5 separate regions of the Mus musculus genome follow, and all the other regions are linked to region 5. Evidence: chromatin contacts called from public promoter capture Hi-C data. All regions are on one chromosome and are shown on one strand. Each heading gives the region's core, a stretch centred on a gene start, on an enhancer-like site or on the middle of the called end of the contact. The rest is flanking DNA. Distances are from core to core; before and after follow the strand shown.

Evidence for each region. Promoter capture Hi-C pulls out the DNA fragments that hold promoters and counts their contacts. Capture Hi-C pulls out chosen DNA fragments and counts their contacts.
Region 1: a contact with region 5 is called in a promoter capture Hi-C map of liver, with 3 times the contacts expected there. The contact joins the promoter of Glmn here to the promoter of Gak in region 5. A contact is called at or near these places in 4 of 39 promoter capture datasets (hippocampal neurons, liver and pre-B cells) and 1 of 9 other capture datasets (adipose tissue).
Region 2: a promoter capture Hi-C map of liver shows a contact between it and region 5, with 2.7 times the contacts expected there. The contact joins the promoter of Chfr here to the promoter of Gak in region 5. A contact is called at or near these places in 10 of 39 promoter capture datasets (the 3T3-L1 cell line, the HPC-7 cell line, cranial neural crest and 6 more), 4 of 115 datasets of contacts at active chromatin or transcription factors (the NIH/3T3 cell line, astrocytes, differentiating embryonic stem cells and 1 more) and 3 of 9 other capture datasets (adipose tissue, liver and pancreatic islet).
Region 3: a promoter capture Hi-C map of liver shows a contact between it and region 5, with 4 times the contacts expected there. The contact joins the promoter of Pgam5 here to the promoter of Gak in region 5. A contact is called at or near these places in 2 of 39 promoter capture datasets (cranial neural crest and second pharyngeal arch cranial neural crest), 1 of 484 Hi-C or Micro-C datasets (CD4 T cells), 1 of 115 datasets of contacts at active chromatin or transcription factors (large pre-B cells) and 3 of 9 other capture datasets (adipose tissue, liver and pancreatic islet).
Region 4: a promoter capture Hi-C map of liver shows a contact between it and region 5, with 5 times the contacts expected there. The contact joins the promoter of Ankle2 here to the promoter of Gak in region 5. A contact is called at or near these places in 13 of 39 promoter capture datasets (the 3T3-L1 cell line, 3T3-L1-derived adipocytes, the C10 cell line and 8 more), 9 of 115 datasets of contacts at active chromatin or transcription factors (the NIH/3T3 cell line, acute myeloid leukemia, astrocytes and 6 more) and 3 of 9 other capture datasets (adipose tissue, liver and pancreatic islet).

The regions. Positions count from the first base shown.
Region 1 is chr5:107,596,382-107,599,081 of GRCm38.p6, reverse strand. Glmn (glomulin, FKBP associated protein) reads left to right here and starts at 1,443. Exons shown (of 19, transcript NM_133248.2): 1 at 1,443-1,538; 2 at 2,220-2,294. The coding sequence starts at 2,256. Rpap2 (RNA polymerase II associated protein 2) reads right to left here and starts at 1,386. Exons shown (of 13, transcript NM_144911.3): 1 at 1,222-1,386; 2 at 515-560. The coding sequence starts at 1,294.
Region 2 is chr5:110,134,438-110,137,137 of GRCm38.p6, reverse strand. Chfr (checkpoint with forkhead and ring finger domains) reads right to left here and starts at 1,308. Exons shown (of 18, transcript NM_001289577.1): 1 at 1,204-1,308; 2 at 944-1,087. The coding sequence starts at 1,076.
Region 3 is chr5:110,268,455-110,271,306 of GRCm38.p6, reverse strand. Pgam5 (phosphoglycerate mutase family member 5) reads left to right here and starts at 1,408. Exons shown (of 6, transcript NM_001163538.1): 1 at 1,408-1,655. The coding sequence starts at 1,468.
Region 4 is chr5:110,229,564-110,232,263 of GRCm38.p6, reverse strand. It overlaps Ankle2 (ankyrin repeat and LEM domain containing 2), which reads right to left and starts at 1,260. Exons shown (of 13, transcript NM_001253814.1): 1 at 841-1,260. The coding sequence starts at 1,027.
Region 5 is chr5:108,628,374-108,631,117 of GRCm38.p6, reverse strand. Gak (cyclin G associated kinase) reads left to right here and starts at 1,341. Exons shown (of 28, transcript NM_153569.2): 1 at 1,341-1,617. The coding sequence starts at 1,473. Tmem175 (transmembrane protein 175) reads right to left here and starts at 1,308. Exons shown (of 11, transcript NM_001163532.1): 1 at 1,218-1,308.

The sequences.
Region 1 (2,700 bases), core at 194-2,693, 1.0 Mb after region 5:
AGTGATAAAGAAAGAACCTGCTTCAGCGAGCTTGGCACATACAACAGTAATAGTGTACCTGAAGAAATGGGAAAGATTGGTTAATTCAGGAACTATGTCCCCAGAACTTTCTACAGGTGTTCATGATAGTTTCCAACAGCCTAAGCCTCCACATTGGTTTTCCTACAGCTGAAGGACAGAGCAGTCTTACGTGAGAATCGACAGTGCTTCCTGAGTCTTCAGTATTTTCTCAAGAAAGGTATGCACTATGCTTTTAAACTATTTGGGCTGGAGTATAGCTCGGTAAATTAGACAAAGAGCTTCATTAGAATGTACAAAGTCTTTAAGTTCAATTCCCAGATTGCAAGATCAGAAAACAGAACATCAAAACAAAAAAACCAAAACCAAAAAGAAAAAAGAAAAAAAAAAAAAAAAAAAAGAAAAGAAAAAAAAAAAGAAAAGAAAAAAAAAACCAAATCAGATTGAATTAATGAGATAAAAGCAAAGTGAAATGCAGATGCCCACGTGGTTCTACCTTTTAGATGCATCTCCTCGTTTCAGGGCTCGGGTCTGTTTAGTACCTACAATTGAAGAGAGAAAAGTCAAGTGCCAATGCATTTGATGTAGCAGAGTAGTCCCCAAATATCACACTGTAGGCACCATTTCCTTTTCTCTCACACATCTCATTTCCAACTTCGATGTGTACAAAAAAAGAAAAACAACCCCCCCCCCAGAAAAACAAAAACAAAAGGGGGGGCTAAACAGGAAGCAAATTCAATTGTTTCTGTAAATTAATTACATTTTACATTTTCATGACGGCAGTCTCTTCGAGGACTCTTTCTCATCGGATGCGCTTTAATCAAGTGCTTTTAAAACACTCTCTAAACTGGGTTCCTTTAGAATAAACATTGCTCAGTCTCCCAAATGTTTGTTCCCTTGCCTAAAGAGAGGAGTCTGAGACCTCAGAGACCAGATATCAAAGCAATCCAAGGTTCAAGGCAACTGACCACCACCTGCCTTGGCCACTTGTTCCCACGTACGGGTAGATCCTAAAACCCCTGTGTAAGAGTGTGGGATTCCTCCCCCGAAGGCACTAGGACAGCCTGCGTTGGGAAGCTCTGGGCCTCATCCACCCGGAGTTCTCGCTCTCCCCGGCGCAGCCTCAGAAAGAGGCCCGCGCGTGCGTGGTACTCAAACCAAGGTCTCAGGGTCCCAGCCTGGGACGGTGGCTCTTGTTCGTACCGGTAGCATCTCGGTGGGTGCTGGAAGCCCGGGTACTTGGGCCTAGAGAGCAAGGTACGGCAGAGTCAGCCATGGGGAAATGCGGTCAGAAGAGGGGGTCGGGACAGCACATCTACCTCCTCACGCTTCGCCCGGAACCGGGCTGGGGGCGGGCCCAGGGAGGGCGGGGCGAGCGGCGGAGGGGGCGGGCCCAGGGCGGGGCGGGGCGAGCGGCGGAGGGGGAGGGTCCGGTCCGGGGGCGGGGCCAGGAGTGCGGCCTGCGCTACCTGAAGTGGAGAAGGAGGAGGAGGGCAAGAGGCAGGCGCGTGGATCGGCGGGTAGGTAGACATGCTGGGTCGGGCGGATCGGGCTCGCCGAACAGGACCTGCGCCGCACGCGGCTCTCCTGCTCGGCCTCTGGAGGTGCTGGAGCCTGGACACCCTGCCCTGCAGGAGCAGGGAGAAATGGCCTCCCTTCGCCTCAGCCAGGCGCGGTAGGGTGTGATTTTCCTGTTCGCGCCTGCGGGGCAAGGACCTTCGCTGCTGGCCTCCTTTTCGTGATACTCGGTGATCTCACTGACGATTGTTTATGTGAGGAGGGAGATCCTGTGGAGAATGGGGTGGGCGGCATCGGAATCTTCAACTTCTTTGGGTGACTTAATTATGTTGGATTCCAGTTTTTGTCAATGGGACATTTAAAAAAATTACTTAATGATTAGATTTTTCATTCCAGGTCCACAATTTGGATTTTTGTTTTCCTTTTAAACAAAGGCTTTTCTAGTAGTTCTTTCTAGGGCTCTTTTTATTTTTTTACTCGTCATTCTTTAAAAATTACTTTCTTTAGGCATTATATCAGGGGCTTTTAAAAATGCTTCATTAGGCTAACACAGTAACGTTCAGTAATAGCAGTTAACCTATAAAACTTTACATTGTGTTTGTTGTCTAATAATTCAGAATGAAACGGTTTATGAAACATAATTTACATGGTATCACACAATTAACTGGGTTTTTTTGTATTAGTTCATTACAGCATCAAAATTAGGAAAATAATTAGGAATGGCTGTGGAGGAACTTCAGAGCATAATAAAAAGATGTGTAAGTACTTCTCCGAAAACACCTTTAAATATATGGGAAGGGCATAGAGTATCTTTACTTTGTGGTCACTCATGTTATTTATCTTAACTAAATTCTGCTTCTTCTTTTTTGACTTGTAAATATCAAAAAATCAGGAAAGTAGATTAGATGATAATGATGATGGTGGTGGTGACTTTCAATCCTAGTACTTTTGGGAGGCAAAGGCAGAGGGGTCTCTGATTTTGAGGCTGGCCTGGTTTACATGGTAAATTTCCAGGACAGCTTGGGCTATGGAGAGAGAGAGAGAGACCCTCGCTCACAAGGGGCATAAGGGGCTAGAGAGATGGTTCAGTGGTTAAGAGCACTTGTTCTTGCGGAGGACCTGGGTTCATTTCTCAAAACCCAGGCCCTGTTCTGGCCCACAATG
Region 2 (2,700 bases), core at 59-2,558, 1.5 Mb before region 5:
TAAGGTGGACACAAGTTATAGAAATCTATGTCCTAATCCCAGCACTCGGGAGGCACAGGCAGGTGGATTTCTGAGCTTGAGGCCAGCCTGGTCTACAGAGTGAGTTCCAGGACAGCCAAGGCTATACATAGAAACCCTGCCTCATAACCGCCCCCCCAAAAAAAACAAAAACAAAAACAAACGAAAAAAAGAAATGTATGTCCTTGACCCAAAGCAATCGATGTTGGGATCTGTGTATAACTTTGTTCAAATTCTCAGTTTCCTAAGTTCATTAAATAAATTATTCTATTTCCTGGGACTTTGAGATCTTTTCAAATAGAAACCCTGCCATTATAAGTTGCCCTCAGAGCACTGGTTTAACAGTGTCCTAGTCTTCCAGCATATTCTTTGTTCTCATTTGTCACAAAACATTTTTTCTAAAGTCCCTGTGGTTTATTTTTTTTCACCCGTCAACCTTTTAACAGTGGTGTCAAATTTCTACATACCTTTTTTCAGTTTTCCTTTTGTTAATAATTTCTAATTGCATTTCATTGAGAAAGAGAAGTGTACAGTAATGAGGACAAGATCGTATTTCGAAGGATATATTTACAGATCTATTTCACAAAGTTGTACTGAGAACTGACTGATATCCATCATCAAGCATCCAGAAGAGCAACTGCACAAATAAATAAGCCCATTTTATGGGGGGGGGGGGGGGTTGAAAAACAGTGCACACACACACACCCCCCGAATTCCAGTAGCTTCTGTATCGCCAGCCGGGTACTTTTCCCACTTCAAACCCCCTGTCGGTTTCCCCATCTAAACCCACTCTGACTAGGTCTTCGATCCTGTTCTAGGCCCTCGGTCTCCTCTCAGTTGGGTACCCACTTTAGGTCCCTATGCTTCATCCCTGTCTACCCCTTTAGCCTTTATCCTCGTCCTCACTCCACTCTGGCCACCGCACCTCTCCTCCTTCCGATGGTCCACTCGCGTTTCCAAAGAAGGATCTGGGGTTCGTCCTCCTCTGCGCCTAGACGAAGAAGCCTCCCCCAGGGTTCCTGCGGCGGCGGCGGCTGCTCTTCCCCGTGTAGCTCCATAGGACTCACATCTACAGAGACCCAGAAACGCCGGCTCAGGGACTACTTAAAAAACGCTCAGCACCGCTGCTATAGCCTGGCCGCCGCCTGCCTCCCCAGCCAGGACCCCACCCGCCGGCCAGCTTACCCCACGCCCTGCGCGGATCCCGGAACCGGCCTTACAGTCGCCGCCACCGCTGTCAACAGACATCTCGGGTACCCCAGCTGATCCACGGGAGGCGAGGGGGAGGGGAGCAGAGCGGTACGCCCTGTGATTGGCTGGCGGCCGTGCCCACCGAGAGCGACGGCTAGAGCGGTGCCAGAAAAGGCTATCCGGAGGGGGCGGGGCGGAGCGATCGGAGCCTGCGCAGATGAGAGAATGTGCACCTTGTTGCCATCTTTGATGCTGGCAGGCAGGCGCACTTACCTTCCTGCAAAAGCACGGAAGTAGCTGTGGAGGGCACCATGTTAGATTCGGGCCAAAAAAAAAAAAAGACCGAGTAACTTATAGATCGGAAGGTCCTTAAAACCTCACTTGTAATTCCGAGATAAGGTGCTATTTTCACACGTCAGATTACAAAATGTGAAAGCTTGGTACAGTGGGCCAGCCCTTCGCAAGGAGCATAATTTAAGATGTCAATTAGAATAGAAACAGGTAACTCGTCTCTGAGGGCTGATTTGCGGTATCTTTAAATCCTGTTTCTTAGGATCTTGTGTCATTCCCGAGTTGTATGCTACAAGCATGTTGGTGACCCCCCGGTGAGAGAGAAACACTGGCAAAAACAATGCCCTGGAAGAAAGTCACTGAAGACAGAGAAGCAAAGTCCACACACAGTGGTTCTTGAGCAGCTCGGAGTAATGTCTTTGCTGGTGAACAGCTTCAAAAAAGTATTAAACATCTGTTTGTTTGTTTGTTTGTTTGTTTGTTTGTTTTGTAAAAAGAAAACACATACACAGACACATTTGTAAATATATGTGGAAATGCGTCTTTGCCTATGTCTACAAAGATTTACTCAAATACTTTTGAAAGGATATAAAAGTAGCAGTGGCTGCCTCCGGGAACATGGATTTGTACCGGTCTGAAAATCGCCGAAGAAGACCCCAGACATAGATAATATGCAAAGACAAAGAGCGTTTATTCTGAAGAAACAAGCAGTATGTGGGTCACATTTTTTGAAATGGTGTCCGCAGTCAAGGGTGTGTGGGCCTTCTTATTGGGGGGTGGATATTAGGTAATCTCTAATGTGATTGGCTGGGCCACTGTTCACATTTGGGAACTGAACTGTGACCCTCACCCCCACCCCCCAGTTAAGATTATATAGAGTTTTTAAGCCTAAAATCCACAAACATCTGTGCTAAATTATTCCACCAATCAGGATTTAGGGATAGAGGGTTTACTTAGGAACTTGTCTTTGTTGTATATGTACCCTGCTCCCATTGATCTGGGTACTCAACTTGCAGGGACTTGACTTACCTAACATTCATGTCCTAACTTGTCACAGTACCCATGTACATATTTCTTTCTGCCAAGTAGGATGTCAATTCCCAATAGGCCTTAGGAACTTAAACTTTACTCGGCCACTAGTCAAAATGAAAGTCTTATTCCAAATAATTTCTTATATTGGTGCAGGTGTCTCTCTTATGT
Region 3 (2,852 bases), core at 159-2,658, 1.6 Mb before region 5:
CCTGTGAAAGATTAAAGCATCTAACAGGTCCTGCTCTGGTGCCTGGCTGAGGTCCTGTCAGGAAAGCAGCCTCTTAAGGACAACTAGCCACACTGCCCTCCTGGCAGCCAGTTTAGATATTGGGGCTCACTGGGCAGACACCTCTGCAGTCATATGGGCCACCAGAACCTCCGTGGAAGACTTGCTCCAGTCATGATCTGTCCAGACAGCCTCCACCGACACTGAGCAAGACAGCATGGTAGTGAACTCTGATGACCTTGCAATCGTCTCATCCAGGCCAGGGGGAGGCTCTCCCTTGGTGGCTCTGCAGAAAACCTGCGATTGATTCAAACGTGCATGAAGGACTGCCAGGATTGGGGCTAAGACCCTTGCCATAACACCCTTTTCTCTTTATATATAAGCCGACTGAAACTCACGTTTCAGTCAGTGTGAAATACAGCCTCTGTATCCTTTTTTTTTTTGGTATGTCAGGCCTTAGAGGGTTTTTGTAAAAAAAATTTAATTTATTTTTATCAATAGTAGGGTAGGCTGAGCTAGGAACACCAAAAGGCTGAGGCTAGAGAGAATAGAGAGCTGAGGTGAAAGAAGGCTGTGGAAAAAACAGATCCTGTTGCTAAGACTTTTAGGGAGCTGTCTAGCCAAAGGACCGCCTTAGCCATTGTGGAAGGCCAAGGGTTCTGAGAATGTCTGAGGTTAGAGGTTCATTCAGGAGCAGTAATATTACCAAATGCCTGCTGCTGTTCATTGTTGCTCAAAGATGAAAATTATAACAGCTGCCAAGTGCTGGGCCGCTTGGTAGTTAAAGCCCAAGCCTGGAGCTGTAAGTCCGTGGGCCTGCCAGTCTAGTCCCTAGGCCTTGGGTACAATGGCCCTGGAAGAGCAGGTGGACACCTTTCCTACACAGAAGGACCCGGTCAATTGGTCAAAAGCAACTAGAGCGGTAAAACTTGGAGGCGCGATGGTAGGTGCCAGGGACTAGGGGTGGGGAATGGAGGGTTGATAGTTGAATGAAGAAGGTTCTTAGGGAAAAAAATGGAAAGAATTCAGGAGGTGAAAGTTGAGAGTATGCATACACTTAAAGATTACAAATGAAAACATAAAAACTTCAAATTGAAGTGCCAAACTTGAGGTTTTTCAATTCATATAAACCCAGTGCCTGCAGGCAGATTTCTGAGTTCGAGGCCAGCCTGGTCTACAGAGTGAGTTCCAGGACAGCCAGGGCTACACTGAGAAACCCTGTCTCGAAAAACCAAAAAAATAAAATAAAATAAATAAATAAACCCCAGTGCCTGATTTCCACCCACTAAAGGGCAGGCATCTGCGCCTGCTACCCTGCGACCACCGGCAGGTGGCGCCCTGGGCCGCGTTTCCTGATTCGTCGGGGGGGGGGGAAGGGGCGGGACTTCCACCAGCCGGAAGCGGAAGTCTGCTCCTGGCGTCCCGCCGTCAGGTCGCGCGATTTGCGGCATGGCTTTCCGGCAGGCGCTTCAGCTGGCGGCCTGTGGTCTGGCCGGTGGCTCGGCCGCTGTTCTCTTCTCGGCGGTCGCGGTAGGGAAGCCGCGAGGTGGCGGGGATGCAGACACGCGCGCGACCGAGCCGCCGGCCTGGACAGGAGCGCGAGCCGGGCGCGGCGTCTGGGACACCAACTGGGACAGGTGCGGGGACGGGAGGTTTGGGCTCGGCCCTGCTTCCTCACCTCCATCCCGGGATGGCGGAGATCGGTGCTCTGAAGGGAAGGGGACGCTGCGTGCTAGTGGGTCTTGAGTTTGTGTGAATCGGTGGCAGTGCCTGGATGGCGCACCTCCCGAAGGTCTTCGCGCCTGGGCCACCCGTCTCTCTGAGGGACCTCTAACCGCCCGGACCCCATACTCGAAGAGTCCTTGTTCAGAGACAGTGCACCAGGTCTTTGTCCCAGGACCACCATCCTCTGTGGGCCTGAAATTCCAAAGGATTAAGTCTTACTCAGAGTCAGGGTCTTGATAGACAGCCAGGTTTGCCTCACAAATTCTCCTCCTGCAGCTTGGGGAAGATTGGGACTGCAAGCATGCTATCCCTTCAGAGGCCAGAGAACCCGTGCGTGAAGTAGAGCCAAGGGTTGGGTTACCCATGGAAGCCGGGTACAGTGGCATGTATAGCGAGTGGCATGCAGCTTTAATCCCAGCACTGGGAGTCAGAGGCAGGCAGAACTCTGAATTCTGGGCTATATAGAAACACCTTGTCTCAAAAAAAAAAAAAAAAAAAAAAGAAAGAAAGAAAAAAGAAATGACCTGATTTTAAATGTTTCATATTTGCTTGCTGTGTCTGCTTACGTGGATGGATTGGTACAGTGGCCTTGTTAGGTGGGGAAGGATGCATGACAGATGGATCAACAAGTGCCGGAAGGGACTAAAAGGGGCATATCCACTTGGTTTCTTTCTGGTATGCCTTCCTCTCTGACAGTCGTCTCCAAATTTTGTCTGGTCCAGCCCCACACACGGCCCTGTAGCTGCAGCAAGACTTTGGCCTGGTCTGTATATGGGACTAACACCCCAGGTTAGCCTGCTCAGATCATGCTTGAGCCGCCACCACCACCCTTTCCAGACCTTCCTCTTCCACCATTGTGTTAATTTGGGCAGCTCTGACTTGTCCTATTCCTGCCTCCTACATTTAACTGAGTAGCTTCAGTTTCTTCGGCTCCTACGTCCACTCCACTAACTACAGTCCTCAACATTGTGATGGCCACTACCCCAGTGACTGCTCAACACTTAAAGTGTGTTTAGTGTGACTTAGAAAAGAGCTCTATTTTTATTTGATTTAAAATTAATTATAGTAATCCCTCTGTATGGTGGGGGATTGGGTCCATGATCCCTGAA
Region 4 (2,700 bases), core at 11-2,510, 1.6 Mb before region 5:
GAAACCAACGACTGCTAAGAAAGGGTTGATATGTATGTCAGTGGTAGAAGACTTGTCAAGATGTGCCACGCCTTGAGTTTTATACCCAGCCCTAAGTAATTAAAAAATGAAATTGTGTTTAAGTTCATAGTAGCAAATGGAGCCTCTGTTACCCGTAAGATCTTGTTAGGGTTGGGTTATCTCTAAAGTTCTAAAGTTGAGTTAATGGCTTAAAATGTCATTTTCCTTCTAGAAGAATTACTTTTCATCTTCCACTAAGAACTAGATTTAGGAGAAAGTGAGCGTTAGTGAAAAGTGGCTTCATACGAACACATACCTCGGGCTGGTGAAAGAGCACACCGACTGCTCTTTCCGAAGGTCCTGAGTTCAAATCTCACAACCACATGGTAGCTCACAACAAGAGACCTGACGCCCTCTTCTGGTGCGTCTGAAGACAGCTACAGTGTACTTATTTATAACAATAAATAAATCTTTGGGCGGGGGGCCGATCGGAGTGAGCGAGCAGGGTTGACCCGAGCGAACAGAGGTCCTAAATTCAATTCCCAACAACCAGATGAAGGCTCACAACTATCTGCACAGCTACAGTGTATACTCATAGACATAAAATAAGTAAATCTTAAAAATAAATTTAAAAAATTCTAAAGAAATCTTAAAAAACAAAACAAAAACAAAACACATACCTCGTAAACATGGGATTACAGTTTAGAGAGGTGGAGAGAAGAAGTGCTAACAGGGCTGTGGGTTCTCATCAAAAGTTTCCAAAATATCCGCGATAGGGTCTTACCGTATCCAGGGGGCGTGGAGAGTGAGGTTTTCCTCCCACGACTGACGCTGCCTTACCTGGCTGTGCGGCCACCGCTTCAGACGCGCTGGGCGGAGAGGAGAGCGTCCCGCAACGGTTCAGGTCCCGCGGCCGCTTCTCTAGCCGGCGGACCAGCCAGCGCACGGCGATGAACAGCACCGAGGCGCCCAGGAGCTCCCAGGCCAGGGCCGCCCACTCCACCACAGCCAGCCGCTGCCACAGCATCGCCACCGCCGGCGCCGAGGCCTTGAGCGCGGCCGCTGCAAATGCAGCCCGCGTCGCTCCCGCCTCCGGCCCTCAGAAGACCGCTCGCCTCGCCACGGGAGTCGCGCCTGCCCCAAGCCTCCTCCTCCGCCCGGCCGTGGTTAGACCAGGCGGGCTGCGCGCGCAGTGCGGGCCGTCCCGTTTCCCAACGATCAGGCTAGAACGCGGCCCGGAACGCAGCCTCAGGCGGCTCCGGAGGCAGCCCGGGGTCCTGATTAACGCGAGCGCAGCCCGGCAGTGGCGCGGGCAGCTTGGTCGGGGTCCTGAGTCGGACTCGGCGCGCTGCCTGGCGCGGCTCGCTCTTCAGGTGCGCCGCCCCGAGTTGTCGCTGCTGGAGAGCGCGAGCGGGCTCCTGGGTCACCCAGACTGTGTGTCATCCCGAAGCCAGCAGAGCTGGGGCCATAGTGCTTGACTGATAGGGGCTGAGGATGAATACGGCGGCCAGAAAGCCCAGCTCTGCCTCCTGTTGTTAATGAAGATTTTCTCTGGAATACAGGCAGAATGCCTATACCATTCCGACGGATAACGCGAAAGCCTACCTAGCACTGGGATTAAAGATGTGAGCCACCATGCCAGGCTGCTGATTTTAATTTTTGAAGTCCTTTTCTAACCTTTGTTTTTCTTTTTTGAGTCTTAACTATATATCCCCAAACTGGCCTTATGCTGGAGATCTGCCTCCTTGAGCTCGCAGAAATGTGATTACAAGCATGTCACATTAATTTCTGCCCACAGATCATGAGCTATGGAAGCCCGTGATGGTGTAGAGGCTTCTCACATGTACTCTGAGTGGTCTTTAGAAGGCAGAGTGGAGGATGGAGGCCTGTTCTGTTCAAATGTGTATCCTACCTCCTGCCAGTGAGAACTTGGTAAGACCAATTCTCACTATCCGGAGAGGGTGGCCTGAGGAATGGCCTAAAAAGGCCTGAGTGGAGGCCCCGACACGTTCAATTTACAGGTTACCAGCCAAGAGTCAGATATACATACCCTTCAGGTCATATCTTCAGTTAAAGATGTTACTTACTCCTCAGAACAGTCTCAGGGAAGCCAAACTAGATGACTTGAGAAATGCTAAGATGAATTTCCAGTTATTTTTATAGCCCCAGGATTAGAAAGCTAATTTAGATGTATTTCAGTATTTAGCTGGGCGTGGTGGTGCACATCTTTAATTCCAGACAGAAGCATGTGGATATCTGTGTTCGAGGCCACCCTGGTCTATAGATCCAGCCCAAGAGGCATCCAAGACTAAGTAGCAAAACCTTGTCTCAAAAAAACCAAGATAAATAAGTTAAATTTAATTATAGGCAGATGGGTAAAGTAGTATTAATTCCTTAAAGAAACAGGTACAGGAATATGTCATAGAGCAGTGGAGAACAACTTTTAATGTTTTGTCTTTTGCTTCATAATTGTGTTTATTTAAAGAGACCATGTGGGGTGGGGGGCTGAAAAGATGGCTCAGCGGTTAAGATCACTGACTGCTCTTCCAGAGGTCCTGAGTTCAATTCCCAGCAACCATATGGTGGCTCACAACCATCTGTAATGGGTTCTGATGCCCTCTTCTGGTGTGTCTGAAGACAGCAATGGTGTACTTTCATACATAAAATGAATAAATCTTTTAATAAATAAATAACCATTGT
Region 5 (2,744 bases), core at 92-2,591:
ATGATGTTTCTCATGATGTTTTAGGTCTCTTGAAGGCTACCAAGCCTCCAATTCCCTACTTTTTCCTTTTGCTTTCAGATTTATTTTCCTTCTAAATAATGAGATCTGAAGCCACCAAAAAATAAAAAATCCCTTCAACTTCATTCCAGTAATAACATAAAGTTACCTGCAACTGCAAGCCGTAGCTACTTCCTCCTCCCTGCATCTTATAAGTGATTCTCTTATAGAAAGGTGCCATTTCTATACCAACACTACATATCCTCTATCTGGATGTGACTTGACTGTCCTACTATTCTGAGACAGTACTCCTCTCCACTATACTGGAAAGACTTCACTCTTTCCCATTGGCTTTAGGCTGCTCAAGTCTCCCATCTAAGATCATGTTAACACCACACTGCCCTTTCAGCTCCCACACTCTTCTTCACAAATCTCCTCAGTTACCTACAGGTACCATCTCTACTTCATCAGTTCTTTATTCCTCCAGGTGTTATCCAAAGCTTCCACTTCACCATTTCTAGGAAACTACTGTCTCACCTACCACGTACCTCACTGTATACTAATGATAATCTTTCATTTCTTTTCTACTTGACTTTTTAAAGAGCAGGTAGCGCCCCCCCCCCCCCCAAGGCGTATTTAATAGCATACAATCCTGGGACAGTTAAGATGTTGATTTGGGCTTAAGGATCCATTTTTCAGTCCAAAAGCACAAACTCTACCCAAGGCTCTGCAACTTCATATGGCTTCAGAAACCTCGGAGGTACAGAGACGAGTGGGGAATCCCATGACTTTGCCTCACCTGAGATGGACAGCTCTAAGTGTTTGACATCACACGGGATTCTGCGTCCAGTGCTGCCAGGTGACTTTTGTATACACGTTGTGAAGCTTTCTCCCGCCCCCTTTTAAAACTACGTTTTTCGGTCTTAATTCTAGCAACTAGTTCATCCTCCCCCAAACCTGTGTGGACCAAAACATAAGTGTCTGTGGCTCATAGGCTGGCTGCTTGTCTGCAAGATACCCTCCTCTCCTAAACCGGGCATTAGGGACACTTAGGGTGGGCTCCAGGCCTCGCTTTACCTTGAGGCGTCAGGCGCGAGCGGCGGGCTCTGGGGCGGTCCGCAGCGCGCGCCCAACGTCCCGCGACGCTCTAGCCACCTAGGCTGGACCTGGGCCAGCGGAAGCAACCAGATGAGGTTAGGGTCAGATGGCGACAGCCCTACCTCCGTGCCTCCTAGGAGCTTGAGGTCCGTAGGATCGCACCCTCTGCGCCTGCGCCTGCTGCTGCTGCTGGCTCTGCAGAAACACGCGCCCTTCCGCCTGCTGCGTCAGGGCGGGGCCGCAGCGTCGGGACGCAACTCGCTCTCTGATTTACGTCACGGCGCGGGCGGAAGATGGCCGGGTTGTTCGCCCGCAGCTGCTAACCCGGCAGTGCGGAGCTGGAGCCTGGCTCCCGCTGCCGCGGAGCGGCCGACGCCATGTCGCTGCTGCAGTCTGCGCTGGACTTCCTGGCGGGCCCTGGTTCTCTTGGCGGAGCTGCGGGCCGTGATCAGAGTGACTTCGTGGGGCAGACAGTGGAGCTGGGCGAGCTGCGTCTGCGGGTGCGGCGGGTCCTGGCCGAGGGTGAGGCGTAAGGCGTCGCCAGGCCGCGGGAGGCAGGAGCAGCCCAGGAGGGTCGCTGCTGGGGTGTGGTTCGAGTCAGGGCGCGTGACGGTCACCGCTTTAAGCAGGGGCAGCAAGGAGGATCGTGTCCAGGGTGTGAATCAAGTCTGAGACCTAGAGAGTCACGACTGAGGTGTGGGTCAGATCAGGGCCGCAGGGAGTCATCTCTCCGGGCAGGGTCTGCGGGAAAAGACACTGCTGGGATGTAAATCAGGCCATCGCTATGAAGGGCCACTGCTGGGGTGTGAATCAGGTCGGAGAAGGGTCTTGCCAGGAAGAGAGACCACAGGGGCTTGTGGGTTAAGGCCTTTGGTGGTGATTGCAGAGGATAGACTGCTTCGGGTTGCACACTTACTTCCTGGTGGGTAGAGTTAGTAGTACAAGGGTCATGCTAGCAGGTGGTTATCCAGTAAAGGAGGCTTGGGTCTGGAAGGACCACCTCTGCTTAGGGTCAAAGCTGTATCTGGGGCATATACAGAAAGATTCAAAGGTGGAGTCAGGTCAGAAGGTGAGCACAGTCACTCTGGGGTCATAAGCTGTTATTCATTGTATCATATCCAGCGTTGTTGTTGCATCCCGAGGACTGTCTTGAGATGGCAGTGTTTGTGCTGCTGAGTTCTGGGGCCTGTAGAGTCTTCCCTTGCTTGATGAGGTAGAGGATAGACTGGGGCCCTACAGTCTTGTTTTCTTTTATAGCCTAAGTGCCTCACCTATTGAGTTTTTTCTGTAGTGACCTCGTATAAGGTACAGGAAACAGAGCCCGTAGCTGTAACCTTTAAGAACCTTGCTTGAGCCGGGCGTGGTGGCACCCGCCTTTAATCCCAGCACTGGGGAGGCAGAGGCAGGCGGATTTCTGAGTTCAAGTCCAGCCTGGTCTACAGAGAGAGTTCCAGGACAGCCAGGGCAATACAGAGAAACCCTGTCTCGAAAAACAAACAAACAAAAAGAACCTTGTTTGATAGACAGTTCCATAGTTCTGTGTCTTGAGGTCAGTCTGAGTTTGTAGCTTCCTCACACAGGCTCTGTAGTCAGCTTGTGTGATGGAATCGTGTTTTCTCTTTTATGATTTTTTTTTTTTTAAGATTTAC